2 separate regions of the Mus musculus genome follow, and region 2 is linked to region 1. The links are chromatin contacts, called in public Hi-C maps. All regions are on one chromosome and are shown on one strand. The core of a region is the stretch at or near the end of the contact, and the rest is flanking DNA. Distances in the headings are between cores, read along the strand shown.

Evidence for each region. A called contact is a pair of places that touch in the nucleus more often than the background predicts.
Region 2: a Hi-C map of epidermal suprabasal cells shows a contact between it and region 1, with 2.7 times the contacts expected there. The contact joins two enhancer-like sites. A contact is called at or near these places in 4 of 484 Hi-C or Micro-C datasets (the HL-1 cell line, epidermal suprabasal cells, muscle stem cells and 1 more) and 1 of 9 other capture datasets (embryonic stem cells).

What each region holds. Positions count from the first base shown.
Region 1 is chr9:31,581,144-31,587,658 of GRCm38.p6, reverse strand. No RefSeq gene overlaps it. Among named protein-coding and RNA genes, the nearest start is that of Gm31408, 25 kb to the right of the region's middle. Within about 2 kb of position 3,033, at least 5 of the 459 cell types and tissues checked have an H3K27ac peak or open chromatin away from gene starts, as enhancers often do. A contact at or near this core is called in epidermal suprabasal cells, where this site is marked.
Region 2 is chr9:31,647,638-31,654,152 of GRCm38.p6, reverse strand. No RefSeq gene overlaps it. Among named protein-coding and RNA genes, the nearest start is that of Gm31408, 91 kb to the right of the region's middle. Within about 2 kb of position 3,547, at least 21 of the 459 cell types and tissues checked have an H3K27ac peak or open chromatin away from gene starts, as enhancers often do. A contact at or near this core is called in epidermal suprabasal cells, where this site is marked.

The sequences.
Region 1 (6,515 bases), core at 1,784-4,283:
TTAGAATGCATCTAAGGATGCTGATCCATGTTCAATCCATAGGCCAAGCTTGTGTATTTGGTATAATTACTTCCCCGTGCCATCAGAGAACACTGAGAGATCTCATGGTGAGTGGGCATGAGAGCCCAGTTCTTCTATGTCCAGAACACTTCCAACACATCACATTGATTAGATAAATCTGTTTACTTTCTTTCATGGGCACGGTTGATGAGCAAAACTGATTTGTCTCAGTTTTTCTTTTTGTTCTAATGCACAAATGTCTCAAGTGGGCAAAGGAGAAGGCATTGGAAGGCAAACAGCAAATCATCCCATGGGCTATAAAGCACAACCTGTTCCAGGGGATAGACAGCAATGGGAATACAGAATGCTGACTTTATCCCTCTCTCTCCAAAAGAGGGACCTACTCCTGTCATTTGAGCATCTTTGTCTCTGTTGCCTTTGGAATTGACAACATAGTAAACTGAGATAGCCAGGAAAAGACCAGCTGATTCAGAGTCAGAGGAATTAGCCATACAAAGATGGGGAGATGCAGGACATCTCTGTGAGCCAGGAACTAGGTGCTGGTGGTGAGACAGATGTCCTTCATAAACCATGAGGGCTTTCGGCTGCTATCCTCCAGCTTCATTGTCCAATGGCAGGTCTTGGTGTGGAAGGAAATGTTTAATTATCTGTTCTTCATGAAAAATAAAGTCCCTGATTTTTGTGGGCATTTCCTTAATTTCCATGGTACAAATATGACTCCCATGATCATTTTCAACCTCCAGGGTGATAACCAATCAATGGCAAGCACTGGTGCCTGGATGCTACCTGCAGAGATGGAGATCTGAGAGGTCCTCAGACAAAGGAGGAAGCTCGGCACTACAGGAGGGAGAAGTAGACATCTTGGAGGAATTTTGCCAGCTACATTCTTGTTATCTGACCTTTGTACACAGAACTGTGGTTGGCATTTAACAAATAAGGAGGACAAAAGTTTCTGTCTGATAATCGTCTCTGTTTCTTGAAAGTTCTTTTGAAATTGGCCGATTGTACTTCATCTTTTGATCCGTTTTGACAATGCCTTGGGCATCAGTGGTCAATACAGTACCAGCCTTGTCTACAAGATATCACCATACCCAGCTTGTACCTCGTCTTCAGAGAGCCATCTGTTCATTAAACCACTTATTCTTTGATTTATTGGTTCTTCAGGTTTCTTTGTTTTTTAGTTATTTATGTATTCTAGATAGTAATTCCCGCCAAATGTATGTAATTAGCTGTTCCTCCCATTCATTAGGCTTGATTGCTTCTTCTGCTCTCCAGAAGCGTTTTAATGTCACGAAATTCCATGTGTCACTTGTTGGTATCGTCACTTCTTGAGTGATAGAGTCCATTCCAGAAAGTCCTTGTCTAGCCTAGATCTTGAATTGTTCTTCCTGGTTTCTTTCTCTTCTAACGATTTCACAACTTCAGGTCTTACATTCAGGGCTTTAATCCATTAGAAACTGACTCTTGTACACAGCAAGGAAATGCAAATTGAATCTGTTAATGTAATGAGATTTTATCTTAATCCAGTTAGAACCATTTAGGGGGAAAAATAGCAATAAATGTTGATAAAGATATAGAGAAAGGGAAATCTTTATATAACCACTATAGAAATCAGTATGATGGTCCTCCAAAAACTAAGCATACCTCTGTCATATGAGGCAGTCGTCGTCTCACTCCTGGCTATCTGTTTGCCAGCGGTGCTCTAAGTCAGTGTACCACAGAGGCACTTACATCAGTGTTAATTGCATCCCTATTCCCAACAGCTACGTTATGAAATCAACCTAGGCATGCATTATCAGGGGAATGGACAAGGAGAATGGGAAGGAACTGAGAAGATGGTTTCTGCAGTAAAGCTCTTGCCATGTAAGGGTGAAGATCAGAGTTCAGTTCTCAGTATCCATGTGAATGCTGGGTGGACATGGGAGTCGACCTGTAATACCAGCATTCAGAAGGCAGAGACGAGGGCTGCCTGGAGCAAACTGGAAAGCTAGGCTAGTCGAGTTGCTGAGCTCTGGTTTACAGGAGAGACTCTGCTTCTGTGAATAAGGTGAAGAGTGGTCAGTGCCTTGGAAATCTATATGCTTTTGCACCACACCACACCACACCACACACACACACACACACACTACCACCACACACACACCACACAGCACACACATACTGCACACACAGTACACACACACAGCATACACACCACATCACACACACACATGCACACATATATAACATACACACACACCATACACACACACACATACACTACCACCACCACACACACACTACCACTACCACACACACCACACACATATATACACATATTGCACACACATGCAAAAAGAAAATGTGGGTTATATACAATGGACTTTTATTTAACCACAAAGAGTAATGAAATTGTGTTATTTGCAGGAAAACAGATGTAATCAGAGATCAACATATTGAACGAATTAAGTCAGACACAGACTAAAAAAAAATCTTGCTGTTTTCCCCGATTTGTGAATTCTGGATTTTCATGGATGTGTAAAATCATGTATGTATTTCAAATGGCACAAAGGTAGATGTGCAAAGCGTCTGAGGAATGACAGGGACTAACCAAGGATAAGCGTGGGTGGGAGAGTTGGAGAAATGGGCGGACAGTGTCGACAAGGTTACCTTACATGGATGGAAAACTTCCTTATGTAATCCAGTACATCTACGGTGGACAGATGCCAGGGGGAAAAATTCTTTTTTTTTTTTTAAAGAGAAAGGGCCCATTTCTGTTGTCTTGCCTGCCCCTTATTCCAAACCTGAGATACGGTGACTGACAGACGTCCACCTCTGTAAGGGGCCTAACCGCCGCTGATGTCAGTACAGGACTTTTTCTAGTAGCAATCTTTAATCATGTCTCTCTTCTGCTTGAAGCCGTTCCTCCCATCCCTTTCTGTGTCCTCAACGAGTCTCTATCTTTCCTACCAAATGCTAAACTCCCTGAGGACATGAGCCTTGTCTGCCTTGTTCACTGTGGTATTCCACTGCACACATGAGCACTCGATAAATATTTGTTAGATGACTCTCAAAATACTACTTACTAATACATTGATCAAACAGTTTTAAGCTCCTCGACATGCAAAGAACTGGATGGGGCCCTGGAGATTTAGAAATCAATGGGTATTGTTGATGCTGCCCAAAGTCAGCTTCTCCTTGTGAGCAAAGACTTGAACCACAGAACAAAGATTCCCACCATTCTCCTGGAAGGGTAGCCAGGTACCAATGGAAGCAAGACGAAAACCATGGATTCCAGCTATAAATTATACAAACACATGGCATTAAAAATTATTTTAGCACATCAAATATTAAGTCATTTGTACGCTGTGCAATTACTTTATCTGTCATCAGCACACTCAAGCCGTTTGAAGCGGTGACAGATGGGGAGACGACTATGCCAAGTTTTCCTGCAGGTGTGCATCTGGGCTACAGGGGAGGGTTCCGTACGTGCAGCAAGGGAGGGGAAGGGAAGGGTGACTGAGGTTATGAAACTGGAGCTGATGTGAGAGGCTTGGCAGAAAAATAAAAATTACCAATTTGCATCCTGAAGAGCTTCAGGGCACTGCACTCCCTGGGAACTCGGAATAGGGATTAACGAGGCAGCTTGGGGTAGTGAACTCGCTTGTTGCCTGCATTACAGAATGGGGCTGGGGTGGGGAGAGGGTCAAGATCCGAGACTGAGACAGGATATCTCAGGACAGAGAGAAGATCCAGGGCATCTGGCCCCTCCTGCCTTGTTCTGCGTCTAACACTATTCTTAAGGCAACAAGAGGAAATCAGGCAAAAATGATTCCGGGAGAAGGAGATAGAAGCTCACCCTAAGGATGGCACCTCAGAAGCCATCCCGGGGAGGGGTGGGATGCTGAGAGGATATGAACGGGTCTAGATCAAAATATTTGAACTAAGGAAGAATGGTTATTTTTGGAACACAAAGATTACAGAATTTACGACCCACTCAGACTGAAGGATACCTTCAAACCCCGCCCGAGGCACAATATCTCCGGTTGAGGCTGTTTTCGTCTCAGGATTTTGGCAAATCTACCCAGGTCCATTTTCAAATCTCCTCCCCCCAGATTCCCAGAACTTGAGGCTCTGCTCCAGGGCTCAACATCCTTGGCTGCTTCTGGTGAGTAGCAACCTCTGCCGCCCACTCTGGAGGGTTCAGCCCATCTCTGCTGAGCTCACCAATTCCGCCCTCAGCGACTCCACCTGCCACCGACCTCTTCCACCTGCAATTCCCCCAACCGCGCTGATGTTGAGCCACAGTCTCTTAACACTCTTCAAATCATCTTTGGTATCACAGCTCATCCCTCCTTCCCGCCATAGTCTTTCCCAAACTCTGGAGGATTTCAGAGCAAACAGGTAGATTGAATCCTTCTCCTCTGCCGCCATACCCCACTCCAACCCCACACACATGTAGTTGGAATTTGAAAACTTATAAAAGCAAATCGTGCCATGGGTTTCCTTCGTTAAAGCTCTAAGCCACTGGGCACAAGATGGCGCTAGTTTTGTTCCATCTTCTAGGGTAGGGAGTAGGAGAATGACTTTCAAAGCACGGCATGAAGGAACAGAGATCACTCTGAGACATAAAATCCAGCCTGTGGAGTTGCATAGTCTGGGCTTAAAGAGGTTCTGAAAGCAACTTTCTGTTGGCGATGGTGGAGGTTTTCCAGTTATGGAAAAATTTTGTCAGGGCATTGCTTACAGAAGCATGGGTGGGGGCGGTATCTTCTCTACTTCCGGGAATCTTCTAAGATGAGGCAGGGGGCCACCTTACAGAAAGACAATTGGCAAATGGTGAATGTACAAACTGACTCTTAGCAAGCTAAAGTCAGGGGTTGGCCAAGAGCCCTACATCAAAAGTCTAAGCAGGCTGACAACTCCCGAAGCAGGAGGATTGCAGTGTTGGGAGACCAAATAAGTGTGTGTGAGCCCAGTTGCTTTAAGTTGGCTTAAAATCAAGATTTGATTTGTTCTGTAACTTCAATAGCATTAGGGGAAAAAGGAAAGAGTCTTATGTTTAATCTCAAAAGGGGGTGGCTTTATGAAAATTGTGCAACTTTGTTCTTAGATAACATACATCTTTATTGAAGCAAAGGCTGCGTTGAGCTAAATGCTTTATTCTCCTCTTCATTATTCACCCCGGTAAGCAGTAGGCGTTCTTTTCCCTTTGTGGGAAAAGCTCTCTGAGAGGCCTGGGATTATGAAGATAAATAAGCCTAGTCCTCAACTCTGAGAAAAGCATAATCCAGCAGTTGGGAGCTGGCTTGAGAGGGAGTGACAAGTCGTTCTCACGCGGGGCTGGTTCTGCTACAGGAAGAAGATGGAGGGAGTGGGCTTAGCCTGAGTCAGGAGTCTCACAGGAGCTCACAAAGAGAGGACCTTGAAAGGATCCTTCAAGGCGTCAGACAAACCATGCAAAAGCATGGACAGGTGACTATTTCTGAGTAGCCATGAGGGAGTGCTCACAGCTGCCCCAGGATGAGAAAAGGTGGCAACTGCGACTTGGAAAACCTGGGTACCAAGCCACTGAATTACGGATGTGTTTACAGGTGACAGAGACCCACTTTTAGACTTAAGGACAGGGTGGCAAAAGCCCTGAGTCCTGTGGAAGCCATCTGGGGTATAGACAGGTGAGGAGCGGCTCTGCACAGTAGGCAGAGGAGACATTAGGTGGCAACTGCCGTAAGGGAAGTCTGTGCACTGGGATCTCTTCTATGGTGGCCTGGCTCACACACTTAGGTGTCCATCACACAGAACTGTGAGTCTAACCTTAAGCTTCACAAGATTTCTATCAGAAAGGGAGAATAAAATTGGGATGAGAATGGAGTAATGGGGTCGGGGGGAGGCAGAGAATCAGCTTTTACAAGAGAGAGAAACATGGAAAGATAAAAATCGACTTTAGAAAAGAGCTCAGAGGCTGGCAATGGAGTTGAGTGGTAGACTTCTTGCTTAGTGTGCGCAAGGTCCAAGGTTCAATCTCCAGCAAAGGAGGAGAAGGAAGAAAGAAGGCAGAAGGGGGAAGAGAGGGAACTCTAGAGAAAAACAGAGAAGTAATATCCCTTTGTTCGATGAAAAGCTTTGCCCCGTATCCTGGGAGAATACTTTGGGGTTCTCCAAGCAGTTGAATTTTCCAGGCCTCTGGCCTCCAGCCTTAAGTCAACTAGCTGGCAGCTTCTGTCCTGCAGGTCCCAGCTCCACCATGTTCTGAGATATGACTGGCTCTGCTCGGTTCCATGTGGCTATGAACAGAGCTGATCTCCCTGACTCAGAGGTCCTGACAAGAGCTGGGCCCCAGGAGGCCAGGCTCCCTGGCAAGCCCAGCTCCTCTCACCACACCTGATATCAAGAGACAATGATGTATGCTCCTAAATGGACCGGGCTGACTAGGGAGACCAAGCCCTTGTCAGTCAAACGCCAACAGGGCAGCTCTGAACCTGCCGGCTAGGTTAGTCATCACCTTTATAAAACAA
Region 2 (6,515 bases), core at 2,298-4,797, 66 kb before region 1:
CAGGCAACCTGGAAGCCAAAACTGGGGTTTGATAGTTAATTAAACTGCTAGTATGTTTTTTAATGAATTGTTTATCTTTATTTTGTATCTATGAATGTTTTGCCTATGTGTGTGTATGTGTATCATATGTATGCCGGGTACCCATGGAGGCCAGAAGGGGTTGGATTTCCCGGAACTGAAGTCTCAGATGGTTGTGAACTGCTTGCTGCATAGTGGCTGGGACCTTTGTAAGGGCAGGAATTGCTCTTAACCACTGGACCATCTCTCCATCCTCTAAGTGCCAATATCTTTCTATGTGCTTTTGGTTCAGTTTACCACAATGAGTACAAGGTGAAGTTGCATTTATCCAGAAAATCTTTGAGTACATTCTAATAGGACAATAGAAACTTAAACAATTGTAATATGGTTTAATAACATTAATGATAATCTTGTTTGTTAGTATGAGACTGCTTATAGCCAGCCTATCTGGAAAGCATCAAATAAATGACTACTTGGATTCTTGGTTCAACTTTATGAACTACTATCCCATACATAATAGCCACCACCTTATACCTAGTCCAGAGTTCCTCCCTGGAAATCGCCTTTTGAGTCAGAATGATGCAGGTAATGAATCTGTCTGCTTAATGATCTACACGTTCCTTTGTCTGCTGTCTTCTCTTCTTCCTCTGCCTCTCTCCTCTTCCACCCTTGCCTGTTGACATTCGTTGTCTTCTGCTGAGCTGCCTTCCTTTGGGAACCAAGTGGGAAGGTCTCTGTAGGTCCTGCGGGTGAGTCCCAGGGAGGGAGCTGGGCAACAGCACCAGACTGAGGCTGCCAGACAAGAAGGGAGCATAAATAGAGCATGTCAGGGAGGTGGCAGAGCATTCCAAGGAAGCGAGAGACGCCATGTCTTGTGCTGACTTAGCACTATGCTGAGAGGCATATGGCCTCTCTGTTCCAGGAGTCGCCAAAGATATAGGTTTTATCAAGTGTCTAAGAACTCTGGTGTTGCTGTCTGTGAACTGTGTGTGTGTGTGTGTGGGGGGGGGTAATGTACTTTCGCTGTCCTCTGGTTGTCTGCATAGTAAGATGAGTATTGTCTGCTTGCATAAGGAACACAGTTGGTGTCACTCACTAAACTGCAAAGCTGGAACTAGGAGTGGGAGGGTAATGGGAATTTAGGTGAAACTAGCACACTTCACATGTCCACTTGAATTCTGATACCTCCGAAAGAGAGGGAGGTGGTCACTGAGGTCTGATGTGAGGACATGTGAGGACATTCTCATGGGGGAGGTAGAATCTCCAGAGACAGCTGAACAATGTGAGAAAGAGGAGCAATTTGACAGGGTCTCAATGTAATTGATCATATAAATACTTTGAGGCCCTGAAAAATACTGGCCCTAGTTATGGAAGCTCTCTGCCCTGCCTGGGACCTCTTCCCTAAGTCATCTGTGTCTCCATGCTGGCTTCTGGGACTTCCTTCCAGCATGGAACCTTTCCTAACAACTGGCAAAGAATGAGGGTGTCTTTTAGCTGAGAACCTTGCCTTGGACTTCACCTACCGCCAGGGCATGGAATGAATTCAATTCTTTTGAAAGCTGCCCAGAATTTGTTTCCCTGTGTTGAGTTTGTGCTATTCAACATAGATTATAAACATTTAAAAGGAAGAACTTATATAAGTATATATTTTATACAATTTCACTCCGGACTGGTGGGTTTAACACTGGCTTAACTGCTAAGGGAACCAGACAGCCTTGGGTGTATTAAAAGCCGACCACATTTCATACAGCTTCCAACATGATGGTTGTCAAGGCGATCTCTATAAACTTTCCACATTTAACACTGTAAGTGTACGAGGGGCGGAGAGAATGTGTTGTAGAATCTCATTGCCCCAGGCTGAGTTCAACACTGGTCCAATTTGTGCCAATGAAACTATTCTCCTGATTTTCTTTATTTTCATCTTCCTGAGATAAGACATGTCCTCTTGGGTGGAAGGTGTCCCTTCCTAGATTTGATTACACTCAGACCCTTCAAGAAGGAAGGATTGATCCACCTTTGCCACCTGCGTGGCTGGTTTGTATATAGGGAAGAGGCTGATGTGGGAGTCCCTCCCTTGCAACTGGAAGACATGAGGCTAGGGTGTACAAAATAACCTACTCTTAGATTATAGTAACCAGTAGGGAGAGCTGAAAATAACTTGAAGTACTAGGGCCTGAGCCTCAACATGCTGGGGATGGATAGAGCAAGCCAGCAGAAAAGAACCCCCTTTTCTGGTGTAACCCCAACCCCTTCTTTACCAAGAACTGAAATTCAGAGAAAAGCTCTAACTTTCTCACTTACGCTACAGGAAATCTCACTGTTTGGGTTCAGTGTGATTGCCTTACCTTCTACCAAACATACAGCTCGGTTAATTCACAACAATGGCCTTTGTTCAGGAATTCTAAAAGCCAAGAGACAGCAGGCAAGGCTCTTGCTCCCTGCCCCACACTCAACTAACTATACCAACCCCATATCCAGAGTCCCAACAAATGATGTAAGCCAAAAAAGCAAAGAGCACGAGGCACGGCACGTGTTTTCCATTCAAAGGCTGATTAGCTCGTAGGGTAGCCTTAAAGGAACAGACGAAGCACAAGAAGATGCTACAAAATGCAAAGAGAATAATGGATTCGTTACATGGAAGGAAGGAATAAAACCCTGGCTTCTGGAATCTCGGTCCTCAAAGCTCAGATAAGTGTGTCATTGATAACAGAATATATAGAATATGTCTCTTTTCTCTAGCCATGTTCCTGTTTACTTCCTCCCTAGTCAGTTGATGACACATTTCATAGAAGCCCAGATTTAAGGCAAGTCTCCAGTGTCTGTTTCTCACATTGATATCACTCAGGCCTCTTCCATAGGAAGCCTTGGGCATCACTGTCAGAAGCATGTGAGATGTATGCTCCAAGGTTCTAGAAGATACCCATTGGGCAGACCATCCAAAAAACACACATTGCAGCTTAAGAGCTGCACTGTCTCTTCCTCCTCGCACGGTCAAGCAGGACAGTCCCTGATGTTCATGGAAGTCTCTCTGGAGCCTAGTGACAGACTGGTAAGTACTGTGCAAGCTTTCCAGTGATCACAGATGCCTGGTTAGGAGAAGCAGCCCCTGCTGAGCTTCCTGTGACTCACCTCACCCTCTGTGCACACAATTCTTTTTTGTCTTGCCTCTGAGAAGGGCACACTGCCCGATGGAAAGTTACTCCCGGTGGGGCAAGAGGCAAGGCCTGCTCAGATGGTTTATAAGCACTCTAGAGCCTAGGCCATCCCCTGGTGATTTACAATGTTTGATTTCTCCCTGGGACAGAGGAGTGCTCTGTAAATCAAACCTGTCTTGGTTTGTCAACCCGTGTCAGTGTTTGCTGAGTCCTCAACTCGAAGGCAAGTTGGAACAGCGTGGACACCTTGGCATCGGGCTTGTTCCCCCCTCTGCAGCTTCCCATTTTGATGAAACAATTCTAGGGTGAGGTTGGCCCTAGGAGTTATTTCTCTGACTCATAGTCCCCTCGTTCTTTTCACACACTCAGAATGCAGCAAGTCCCTCATAGCCCTGGGCCGAGAAAGAGGCCAGGGTTGGGGCATAGCCCTTCTAGGGTCCACTCCCAAGGCTGAGAAGACAAACAGGGAGGTGACTCTCCCAGGTTGTTCTTTCATCACCTCAAGCCATTTGGGGACACCATTACCACACACTTCATGGAAAAGCCTCAAACTGGTTCTAGCACTCCGAGATGTGAACAAGCCTACATGCAAAGTTGGCGGAGTTAATCCAAGCAGAGAGGGAAGCAGCTGTTTGGGTGTCCTTTTGGATGAGATGAGGCATTAGGAGGACCCTACATCTTTAGAGACCCTGGCCAATGTGAGAAACGGACCTTACTTCAGAAAAACGTTTGTTCAGCTATCATATATCATGCTTTCTTTTCCATCGTCTGATCCAGCAGCCATTTACTCTGTTGGCACTGAGTAGTGCCTTCAAGAACCTCACAATTTGAACAACAGACACATAAATAGCTTTGATACGCGGGTAAGGCACCATCTTTCCCTCCCTAGGATGCACACACACATGCTTTCTCTAGAAAACAGGTTCAGTATGGTTAGAGATCTCCATGCATGGGCTGGGGTCACTGGACTATTTGAAGCGGGGGAAAAAAAGGGGAGCTCGGACACCTGGGTGAGAACCTTGGCAGAAGGGCCCTTTCCCCGGCCACTTTCAGGGGTGTAAGGGGGGCAGGCTTTCACTCTTCAAGCTTTGCAAGGCTTGACTCATTCAACATGAAACAGAAAGAGTGTTGAAAGACACAGCACCTGGCCTCCACATAGGAGCTGGCCACTGTCACACTGTCTGAGGAACAGAGAAAATATCAACTATTCACATCTCAGGATTCCCACGATCTCGGTCCAGCACGTTGACTGGCCTTCTACGGCTTTGAGCACGCCTCTGACTTGGGACACCTCAGAAATTCTTTGAATGCGATATAGAAATTGATTTACTGGAAAGGGACTTTGATAATTATTAGGATGCACATCTGGGTGGTGTTCATTCACTAACTTATTCATTCACCCTGCCTGCATTTCACAATTACATTTGGATTTTGCTATCTATGGTTTGGATCTGGTATGCCCCCCAGAAGGCTTCCGAGTTAGACTTGGTCCCTGGCCTGTGGCACTACTGGAAGGTAGTAAGAACTTTAAGAGGTGATGCTGGTAAGTCTTAGGTGGTTGGGGTCATCACTTTGAATAGAGCCCTGGGACCATAGTTTCTTTCTCTTTCTCTTTCTCTTTTGTGTTCCAGCCATGAGAAAAAAGTTGCGTTCTGACTTAGATTGTCACTGTCATGTGCTGTCTAACCACAGGAACAAAGGCACTGAGGCCTGTAACCTCCAAAGCTAATAATGTACTTATGCCAGTATTTGTGACAGTAATAGAAAGTTCGCTAATCTAGGGTCCATTGTTAATAAGCTGATGCAAAAATCACGTATGCACCAAAGACAAAGAGGAAACGCATTCAATCTGAGGGTTTCGCCTTAGTACAAGAGACCCAAGTTACCTAATTAACAAAAGTTCATGAAAGAAGGATACTAATATTCCAATAAAGTATATTGGTATTTTAAATTTTGGTTCTGCACCTGGAGGGAGTTCAGAGGTGCTTTTATCCTAGCAACAAGCAAAGAGAAAAAGAAATTTTAAAAGAAAGGAAAGAAAAAAATTGGCTCTTCTAAAATATGTAAGATAAGTGAGTCACCACACTGAACAAGCAAACCAAAACCTGTCCCACAATACAGAGAATCACAACTTAGCCGAGCGGAAAGCTCTTCTGGGAGCCAGCAGCTGGCTACCAGTTACACAAACTGTAGCTGCGAGTATCTAGAGGCTTCGCACAGTTACGCAGGAGAGTAAGGAACCTCGGGCACGTGGAAGGACCTCAGGCACATGGAGCCCCCACCAGTTTCTCCTAGGAAATTTCGGAGGAAATAGTCTCCTCCCACTTCCATCAGGAACACACTGAAATAGAACCACTCTGAAACCCAAGGTTGATACTCAGAAAGAAACAAATTAGTAACCTGCAGAGATGTTGCGGTATTTGCTGGTATTTGCTTGTCCTGCTACATCACCTAAGCAGAGAGGGATGGAGAGACATTGTGAAATCCCACTACAGAGGCACAGAACCACCAAACTAAGGAACCAGGAAAAGAAAACATCTCAGGGGAAATGAAAAACCTTTTCAAGTAAGTAAAAATGAAAATGTGACTTACCAAAGCCAGATGTGCTGAAATTAATCTGTAGAGGGAAGCTCACAGCTATTAGAAAATAAGAAAGGTTTGGGTTTTGTTTTGTTTTTTTTTTAATATCAAATTGTATCCCTGAGAACTAGAAAAAACAGGAATGGATTAAATGCTAAACAAGTATAAGACGATACATAGCAAAATGTAAAGCATTTTAAATTTAAAAAAAAAAAGTAGAAAATTACAAAACAGCAAGAAAACTGTGATTCATAGACAAGATCAATAAAACCTCAGCAAAGTATCTAAGGCAAAACAGGGAATGTAGGTTAATTATTTGTAAATAAAAGAAGAGACAACAAAGGATTGTTACAAACTACTATGCCTACAAACTTGACAGCTGAAATGAAATAGATGAATTCATAAAACAAACAAACAAACAGAAAATGTCCAAACTCAAAGTGGAAGAAACAACCAGTCTGAATAGGTCCAGCTGCTGATATAAGTACAGGCAAATAAAATAAAATATAACCTGCAAAACAGAAAGCACCAAACCGGGGAGCCAATGCTGAACTCTACAAAACACTTACAGAACAGGGAGTCCAGTTCTTTGCAACCTCTTTCAGAACATAGAGGGGCTTTGCTCACCTCCAACTCACTCTTTGAGGCCAGCATCACCCTCATGCCAACATCAGATAAAGGTTATGATAAGAATAGTGCAAGCTAATATCTCTTGCTAACAAAGATTCAGAATTTCTCAACAAAATAATTAGCAGGTTGAAT